Linked DNA regions of Mus musculus: all the other regions are linked to region 3. Evidence: chromatin contacts called from public Hi-C data. All regions are on one chromosome and are shown on one strand. Each heading gives the region's core, a stretch centred on a gene start, on an enhancer-like site or on the middle of the called end of the contact. The rest is flanking DNA. Distances are from core to core; before and after follow the strand shown. Region 1 overlaps Arid5b (AT rich interactive domain 5B (MRF1-like)). Region 2 overlaps Arid5b (AT rich interactive domain 5B (MRF1-like)). Region 3 has its middle 75 kb from the start of Rtkn2.

Evidence for each region. A called contact is a pair of places that touch in the nucleus more often than the background predicts.
Region 1: a contact with region 3 is called in a Hi-C map of CD8 T cells, with 1.9 times the contacts expected there. The contact joins two enhancer-like sites. A contact is called at or near these places in 4 of 484 Hi-C or Micro-C datasets (the 63-12 cell line, CD8 T cells, Th1 cells and 1 more) and 1 of 115 datasets of contacts at active chromatin or transcription factors (embryonic stem cells).
Region 2: a contact with region 3 is called in a Hi-C map of Th1 cells, with 2.5 times the contacts expected there. The contact joins two enhancer-like sites. A contact is called at or near these places in 2 of 484 Hi-C or Micro-C datasets (CD4 T cells and Th1 cells), 2 of 115 datasets of contacts at active chromatin or transcription factors (both in embryonic stem cells) and 2 of 9 other capture datasets (adipose tissue and liver).

What each region holds. Positions count from the first base shown.
Region 1 is chr10:68,221,092-68,223,791 of GRCm38.p6, forward strand. The region is part of intron 3 of Arid5b (AT rich interactive domain 5B (MRF1-like)); the gene reads right to left. All of the region lies in intron 2 of Gm51770 (a long non-coding RNA gene), which reads left to right. Among named protein-coding and RNA genes, the nearest start is that of Arid5b, 56 kb to the right of the region's middle. Within about 2 kb of position 1,415, at least 19 of the 459 cell types and tissues checked have an H3K27ac peak or open chromatin away from gene starts, as enhancers often do. A contact at or near this core is called in CD8 T cells, where this site is marked.
Region 2 is chr10:68,238,507-68,241,206 of GRCm38.p6, forward strand. All of the region lies in intron 3 of Arid5b (AT rich interactive domain 5B (MRF1-like)), which reads right to left. Among named protein-coding and RNA genes, the nearest start is that of Arid5b, 39 kb to the right of the region's middle. Within about 2 kb of position 1,350, at least 126 of the 459 cell types and tissues checked have an H3K27ac peak or open chromatin away from gene starts, as enhancers often do. A contact at or near this core is called in Th1 cells, where this site is marked.
Region 3 is chr10:68,053,062-68,055,761 of GRCm38.p6, forward strand. It overlaps a transcript of Rtkn2 not described here. Among named protein-coding and RNA genes, the nearest start is that of Rtkn2, 75 kb to the left of the region's middle. Within about 2 kb of position 1,255, at least 15 of the 459 cell types and tissues checked have an H3K27ac peak or open chromatin away from gene starts, as enhancers often do. A contact at or near this core is called in CD8 T cells and Th1 cells, where this site is marked.

The sequences.
Region 1 (2,700 bases), core at 165-2,664, 170 kb after region 3:
CGTGCGTTTATGCACTGCCTTGTAAGTTATAATTATCAACCATTCCCTCTAAGATCATACATCATTGTTGGCGGCGAGACGTGGGTAACTCTGATTCAATGGATTTGGCATCTTGATCATGGACAGGAAGAGTTGTATTCCAGGACATTCTTCTAATGTCTCCTTTAAGGTTAGAATAGCTGTATGCATTTGTTTTAAGTCCATGATGGTATGCTTGGCTGGCACGTATTTTACTTTTACTAGATAACAAGAGGCATACAATCGAATTGAAGATTTGACTTCAGAACAGTACTAGAGTCCAAATGTCTGACAAATGCATCTACAGCTATTTCTCAAGCCACAGGTCATGCCCAGACTACCTATGTTCTACACTGAGTCCTAAACAAGCTTCCTAAACCATGCTCTATGTGCTTAAATAATTAGTGGGAACAGCAGGACCTTGAGGCTACTTTCAATGGGCCTTGTACTTTTATCAATTATGCAACAGGAGTGTGTGCAAAAGTGAGCCTCACTTGTATTTGTGTGTGTGTGTGTGTGTGTGTGTGTGCTGCTAAAGTATCCTTGTGTCTAAATCTGTGTTTATTTCCTTCTGCTTAGCTTAAGCCCTACACTTAGGCAAGTAAGTTGTTCTCATGCAACCAATTTGGGGAATTTGAGGTCAGCAAGTAACCCTTTGGCTAGCAAAATTGTGTAGAAACAAGTGAGAGCTAGGACTAGTGTTCTCAGGGTCATGCAGTAGCTATAATTACCCTCTGCACAAGCAAAAGGAAATATCTGAGATGAACAGTCTTGAAGGAGGAAGGACTTAGGATGGCTCATGGTTTCTGTGGCTTCAGTCCATGATGCCCTGGCCCTATGTTTATGGGCAGAGTGTCACTATAATGGGACCGTGTGGCTGGAAAAAGGGTCTTCATTGTGTGATATTTGGGATGCATTGAACAAGGAAGAAAGCAGGAGTGAGATATAGCCTTCAACAATCTGCCCTAGTAACATGAGATTTCCTCCCACTAGATTCTAGCTACTAAAAATTTTACAGAATGTTCCAAAATAACGTACCAGTGGGCAGCCCAATGTTCTACATTTGAGGCTGTGTGGAAACACTTCACATTCAAACCACAACAGGTAACCACAACGATTAGCCTTTGCCCACTCCAAGACGTAAACAGTCTAGAGCTTGAGATTTTTCTATTTCCTAGTTGCAGTCAGGAGCTGGGTATGAACTGAGCCATAAAAGTGCAGATATTAAGAAGGTCAGATTCCCTTTTCACTGTTTCTACAGCATTTAGCCTTCTGGTCCTTAAGGTATAGCACAACTAACTCACAAAGAGTTAAATTCATGCTTACATGTTGTTTGTTTTTAACCTTCCCACTCTCACCTGAGGTTAGGCCTCTGAGCTTATAGATCTATTCGGTATGGGAGGGAATCTCTGAATACAGAATGAATGGCTTGCTGCTGAAGGACTTGCCTGTGACCTTCATTGCTATCAACAACCTAGGCTTGGCTTTTGCGCATGAGCAGAGAGAGAGAGAGAGAGAGAGAGAGAGAGAGAGAGAGAGAGAGAGAGAGAGAGAGAGAGAGAGAAAGAGAGAGAGAGATCAATGGTACCCAGAGTCATGATTTGCATATGAAATGATGTTCCAGGGGCGTCTGTGTTTGAACAGGTGCTTCCCAGTGGTTGGCACTGTTTGGAAGATTATAGAACCTTTAAGAGGGAGAGCCTTCCTAGAGGAAGGTCATCATTGGGGGTGGGCTTTGAAATTTTATAGCCTTACCTCACTTCCTGTTCTGGCTCTCTGCTTCCTGTGTGGGGATGAAATGTGATCTTGTTGTTTCCTGCCTACCACTTTGGCCACACCCTCTTGCTGCCACACCTTCTCCCACCTTCATGAACTCTTTATCCCATTGGAATGAAGGCCAAATATAGGCTCTCCTCCTGAAAGATGCTTTTTTTTTTTTTTGTCAAATATTCTATCACACCGACAGAAATGTAATCCATCCTTGTCAGTATTATGTAGTGCAGGGATAGCCATCTCTATTTATCTTTACCATTAATTATGGAAAATTATCTGGATTTTTTTTCTATTGACAGCAGTAATGTAGAGTTTCCCATTTAATATAATCATTTAAGTAAAACCAATGACCAATTTATGACCAATTTACATAAAGGAAATTAGTAATAAAATTGCCAGTCACTAATATCATAAAGGATTGTGAGGGTGGTTTAGAAATGATGGGATTCTAGGATTTCCCAACCTAAGACCCCAGCTTTTGACAGCACTTGTTACTCTTTACGAAACCCTATATTGAACCCGACAATCCTCCTAAGCGCATGAAACTTAGCGTGCTGTTAGATTCTATGATACCTCACAAAGGCAGAATTGTTTTATGGGTGACAAAACTCAAGCTCTGCAACTCGCTGAAGGTCATGGAGGCAGAAAACGAGGACTCTGGGTTCAAGTCTGAGCCTGCCAGACGTCTGAGCTGTGACCATTACGTTATTTAGCCTCCACGTGCAAGATTTAAATACAGGCAACCATGCCTTTCCATGACACACATTGGGAGCCACCGCTTGAGAGCAGACAGTGTGCTCACTTAAAAGGTACAGGAGGTGGAGCAGGGATAGGGACATGTTCAGGTAAGTTTGTCACAAGGCCTGGTGACCTGATTAAATTCCTGGTACCTATGCAAACATAGGAGAA
Region 2 (2,700 bases), core at 100-2,599, 190 kb after region 3:
ACCCTCCAGTGTGAAATGGGCTGAAGAAGTAACCCCCACCCCAGGAGAGACCCAGTTGGTGCTGGTCTCAGGCTGAACTTGCTTGGGGGGGGGGCAATAAATGTGCTGCATCACGTGGAAGAAATGTTTATTGTTTTAATGATTAGCCTTTTCACTAGCTGCATCTGTAGTTGTTGTCAGCAGCCACTTAAGAGTCTTAAATGAAGACTCTGGAAGGTTTTTAAAAACAAATAGGCTGCTCTCAAGGGAAAGGTGATTTAAAGGAAACAAAAACAAAACAAAACAGAAAAACAAAAAACAACAACAACACCAGCAAACCAGGCAAGGATGGTGAGGAGAGTTGGAGTGGCCACTGGGAGGTACCACTGGGCAGAGTTTCCCTTTGTGCAGTTTAATTTGTTGCCAGACACACATTTGTGCTGTTTTAATTCTGTTCTTTCACTATTCACAGAGAGACGGGAAATGACACAAACTGGCATAAGAGGAAACTTACTAACTCTGAGCAAGAGAAGCACTTTCATTTAGCTGGGTTTTATATTATAAAAAAAAAAAATCTGCCTTTGAGAGTCAATCTAATTCTTTCGTTATTATTGATGTTTTTTTTAAACAGGCTAGAGGAACTGGGCTTTAAAAAAAAATAGCACACTCAAAGTTTGACTTTCTCCACGGAGAGGTGAGTTTTTCCATTCTTTGCTAGCTTCCTGGCTAGCGGGAGGGTCCTTAAGCAATCTCAAAAGTTCATCTTTCTTTGATGAGAACAATGAGGAAGGATCTACAGAAGAAAAGGCTCTGCGAGCTGAGAGCTTCCACTCACAGTGTGGTATTGGAGGTGGTTTTGGTGTGGCAGAGAGAGAGAGAGAGAGAGAGAGAGAGAGAGGGAGAGAGAGAGATACAGAGAGATACAGAGAGAGGGAGAGAGAGAAACGGAGACAGAGATAGAGACAGACACACAGAGACAGAGGTATAGAGACACAGAGAAAGAGACAGAGAGACACACAGAGAGATAGAGGCACACAGAGAAAGCCAGAGACAGAAACAGAAAGGAACAGAGACACAGAGAGACTGAGATTGAGTGAGAAAGAGAAAACTTGAGGTTAAAAAAAAAAGGCCAAAACAATCCTTTGATGTGACAGCCAGAGAAGGAGAGTCGGACAATCTCTGGGATGGGACAGTGCATGGCCAAGAGCATCCGCAGTGTTCCTGGTCTAAAAGCCCCCAGTCTAAAGCCTGACAATGTACATTCACAAACTTTAGATCAGACAGATAATGGAAACTCATTACATTAAGGAAAGTTTTTGTTTCTCTTTGCACATTATTACAACACAGCGTGCATTCCAATTACGAAAGCTATTTGTCTCAAATTCCCCACAGTTCATACCAACCCAATAGAATTTCAAGGCCCTACGTTCTGTCCTTAAAGGGGTGCCTCACATTTACAAAAAGAAAAGCTATGGGGTTTCTCTTGTTCGCCTAGAGGGTCCCTCAATCAATCTCCTGTTGGGTATCTCCCTTCCCAAGCTAACCCCACAAAAGGGTCCCAAATGACAGACTGACTGACTGACTGACAGACACACACACACATCCCAAACCATCTGGGAAGCCTTCTATCAGTCTACACTTGTGGGCTTCATCTCAGTCCCACAGAGAAGATTCTAGGGCAGCTGCACTTAGCCATTAGCCTGGTACTCCTTAGTAAATCTAAATGCCATTTGATTTCAAAGCCACTAATCTACATTTTCAAGACCAAACCATCAGCAGCAAGTGCTTTGAATAGTTAGACAAACCTGTTTCTTCTGGAACCACATGAGGTGAGGGGAGGGAGGGAGAGTGGGGGTGGAAACCACAAAGATTATGGACTTTTTTTTTTAAAAGGGCTGTGTGTGTATGTGTGTGTGCTCATTAATAAACTATCCCCTTGAAACACAAAACAACTATACAGAGAAACCCTGTCTCGAAAAAAAAAAAAAAAAAAAAAAGAAACACAAAACAACCCTGCTATAAATACTCTTGTTTACATGTGTGACATCAAGCTTAACCATTTACATAGCCTTTTGTCCCCCCACGGGTTTCCTGTTTAATGTTTTATTAGTAACGCTATATTCCATAACTCAAGGAAGAAAAAAAAAAGAGTCAGACAAAGGTTTTAATGTTAAGGTAAAAGCAAAGCAATCAAATGGAGACACAACAGTGGTCACACTGGAAGAAGGTGACCCAGCAGATTCACTGCTAGTCAACATTTTCACACATCATAAAAGTAGTCAGGGTGGGTTGATAAAACTGGGCCTGTGTGAACAGGAAATACGTAAAGACTATTTTTAAAAATTCCTCAGCCGAGAAGAAAGAAAAAAAGCTACCTTAATAATTTTCTATAATGTCGCTCATGACAAGAGGGCTGTGGGTCTAAAATGCCACTGTCGGACATCTATCAAAGAACTACCAGGCAACAGTTGCTAGAAATGGCAGGATGGTCTCGACGCTATTGCTCAAACAGCACGCCTCACCACAAACCAGAATCACATGAAAGAGAGTCAGTTCCCTGGTGTTATTCAGTCTATGTCTGTTAAAAAAAATCGTCAGGGTTTCTTGTAAAAGCTAAGTTCTAGGTTTAAAAACAAAACAAAACAGAAAAACCAGGAAGTTGTCACATTAAGGCATCAACCAGGCCCCTGAAAATCAGCACTATGGACTAATGAAAGAAAA
Region 3 (2,700 bases), core at 5-2,504:
CAAAAAGCATGCTCTTTCGTGGAACCTGAAGCTCACCAATTCAGTAGCCTGGCTGACCAGCAGGCTCCGGGGCTTCTCCTGTCTGCAGTGGGAAGCACTAGGCTAGGATTACAGGTAGGGACAGTCACATGCAGCTTCTATGTGGCTTCCAGGAGTCAAACTCTGGTCCTCGTGCTTCAGTGACAGGGAGTTTACCGACTGAGCCATCTTTGGTTTATTTGAAGATTAATTTTTTTAAATAGACATTTCAGCCCCGTTTCTGGTAAATTTCAGTTCTAAGAGGTTTTCTTGCCCGTCTAGAATTTATTTTATTGAAACCAGCAACACTTTCCATTGACAGCCCTTGTCTCTCTTGACTGGCTGGCTTTCTAGGGCAATGTTTTCAAAATAGTAGTCATCTTAGTTAGGATTACTATCGCTGCGATGGAACACCATGACCAAAAGCAACTTGGGGGGTTGGGGGGGGCGGGGAAGAGAAGGTTTATTCTCTCACAGCTCCATTAAAAGCAGTGAAGGCAGGAACCTGGAGGCTGGAGCTGATGCAGAGGCCATGAAGGGTTTTGCTTTCTGGCTTGCTCCTCATGGCTTGCTCAGCCTGCTTTCTTATAGAAGACAGGACCACCAGCTCAGGATAGACCTCACCCACACTGGGCTGGGCTCTACCAAAGGAATCACTAATTGAGCAAATGAGTGCCTGGAGCCCAACCTAATGGAGGCATTTTCACATTGAGGCTCCCTCCTCTCTGCCAACTCTGGCCCTGATCAGTATCTTTGCCTTTGCCGTGGGGGAGGGGGGAGGGAAGGAGAGAGAGAGAGAGAGAGAGAGAGAGAGAGAGAGAGAGAGAGAGAGAGAGAGAGAGAGAATAACAAATATAACAAACCATTATGACATTCAACAGTGATATTTCAGATACTCAGCTAGCTAATCCACCCACTGATAGGGTGAACTTTGAATTGAATGCTTTGAAGACTAAAGTCAAGTAAATCTTGATACAAATCAAAGGTTACAGAAATCTCATTTGACAAGAGACACGGGCAGGAATGCTAAAATTAAGGCTGTTTGGGGGGAGAGATGCTCACTCCATGGCATACTTAATGAAGAGTGACAGATCAAACTGCCTCCAGGTAAGAAGCAGAAACGGGTCTTTATTACCGCACCTTTTACTATTCTGAAACTCATGGTGTTCTGCCCACAGGAGCACCCATTTACTCATTTTTGTGGTAACTCAGATTATTTGATCAGTTTATCTCAAGGCCTGCTCAGCCCCCCCCCCCAAACTTCCTGTGTGTGTTGGATAGGCACTGAGAACACTCAGTTTGGTTTTCAACGTGAATCAAGTGAATGAGAGTCACTCCGTATTTCATTTCACGGAAGCCTTCCTAGAAGTGGAGGTGAAAACAGCACTGAGTACTTACTTAGGTGAAGGAGAACTGCAGGGCCAAGCACTCCAGAGACAGAGGCAGGTGGGCCTCTGTGAGTTCGAATCCAGCCTGGTCTACACAGTGAATTCCAAGACAGGCAGAGTTATATAGTGAGACCCTGTCTATAAGTAAAATAAGAAAGGAGAGTTGCGTGAGCTGGTATACCTGCAACTCTAGCACTCAGGAGACCGAGACAGGAGGATTACTGTATGTTCAAGGCTAGCCTGCTCTACAGAGTGAGTTCCAGGACAGCCAGGGCTACATAGAGAAACCCTGTCTCGAAAAACCAAAAAATCAAAGAGGCTAGTGCATGGGTTCCTAACATAACACTGTACTTTGTTTTCTTTCAGTATCCTCTGTTGCCATCTCTGAATGTGACTCATTTGAGAATTCGACTCGTTTTTTTAAATGTTTGGAGTTTTTTTTTTCTCCTGCTAGCCCCCGCCCCCCATCCCTGTTACTACTTTCTATATAATATTATATCAGAGGATAGGGTTTTTTTGTGACCTGACTCCTTCTTACGTATTGAGATTTGGTTTGTGGCTTAGAGTGTGATCTCTCTTTTTATGTGTTCCAAGCTCACTTGAAAAAAAAAAAAAGAGTCCAGCCCGGCAGTGGTGGCACACGCCTTTAATCCCAGCATTTGGGAGGCAGAGGCAGGTGAATTTGTGAGTTCGAGGCCAGCCTGGTCTACAGAGTGAGTTCCAGGACAGCCAGGGCTACACAGAGAAACCCTGTCTTGAAAAACAAAAACAAACAAAAAGAAAAAAGAAAAGAAAAAGAGTCTATTCTGCTGTTCTCACAGGGGTGGAAAATGTTCTGTAATTATCAGTAAGATCCAGTTTGTAATCTCCTGTAAGCCTACTGAATTTTACCCAGGCACTTAGCCTGATACTGGGGTGGGGCTGGTGTTAAAATCCTAACTACATCTATGGCTTTGCTTATTTCTTCCTTATAACCCTATCCGTTTCCATGTCAAATATTTTGAAAGTCGTGAGTATTTAGGGATTTGGGGGCTGGGGGGAGTTTCTGGATAAATTGATCTTATTCTGGTTCTGAAATGACCTTCCTTCTTCCCAGTCCCTCGTCTTTGCCTTAGGTTTCATTTCGTCTGCATCTGTGCAGTTTTACCCACTTTCTTTTGGTTAGCGTTTCTATGATGTATCCTGTTTCTTCTTTTCCCGTTAACTCTATTTATTCTTTACATCTAAAGCAAGTTGGTTTTTTTTTTTATGGCATTAGTAAGCTCATGCTACTTCATATAGTCTGAAGCCTGCT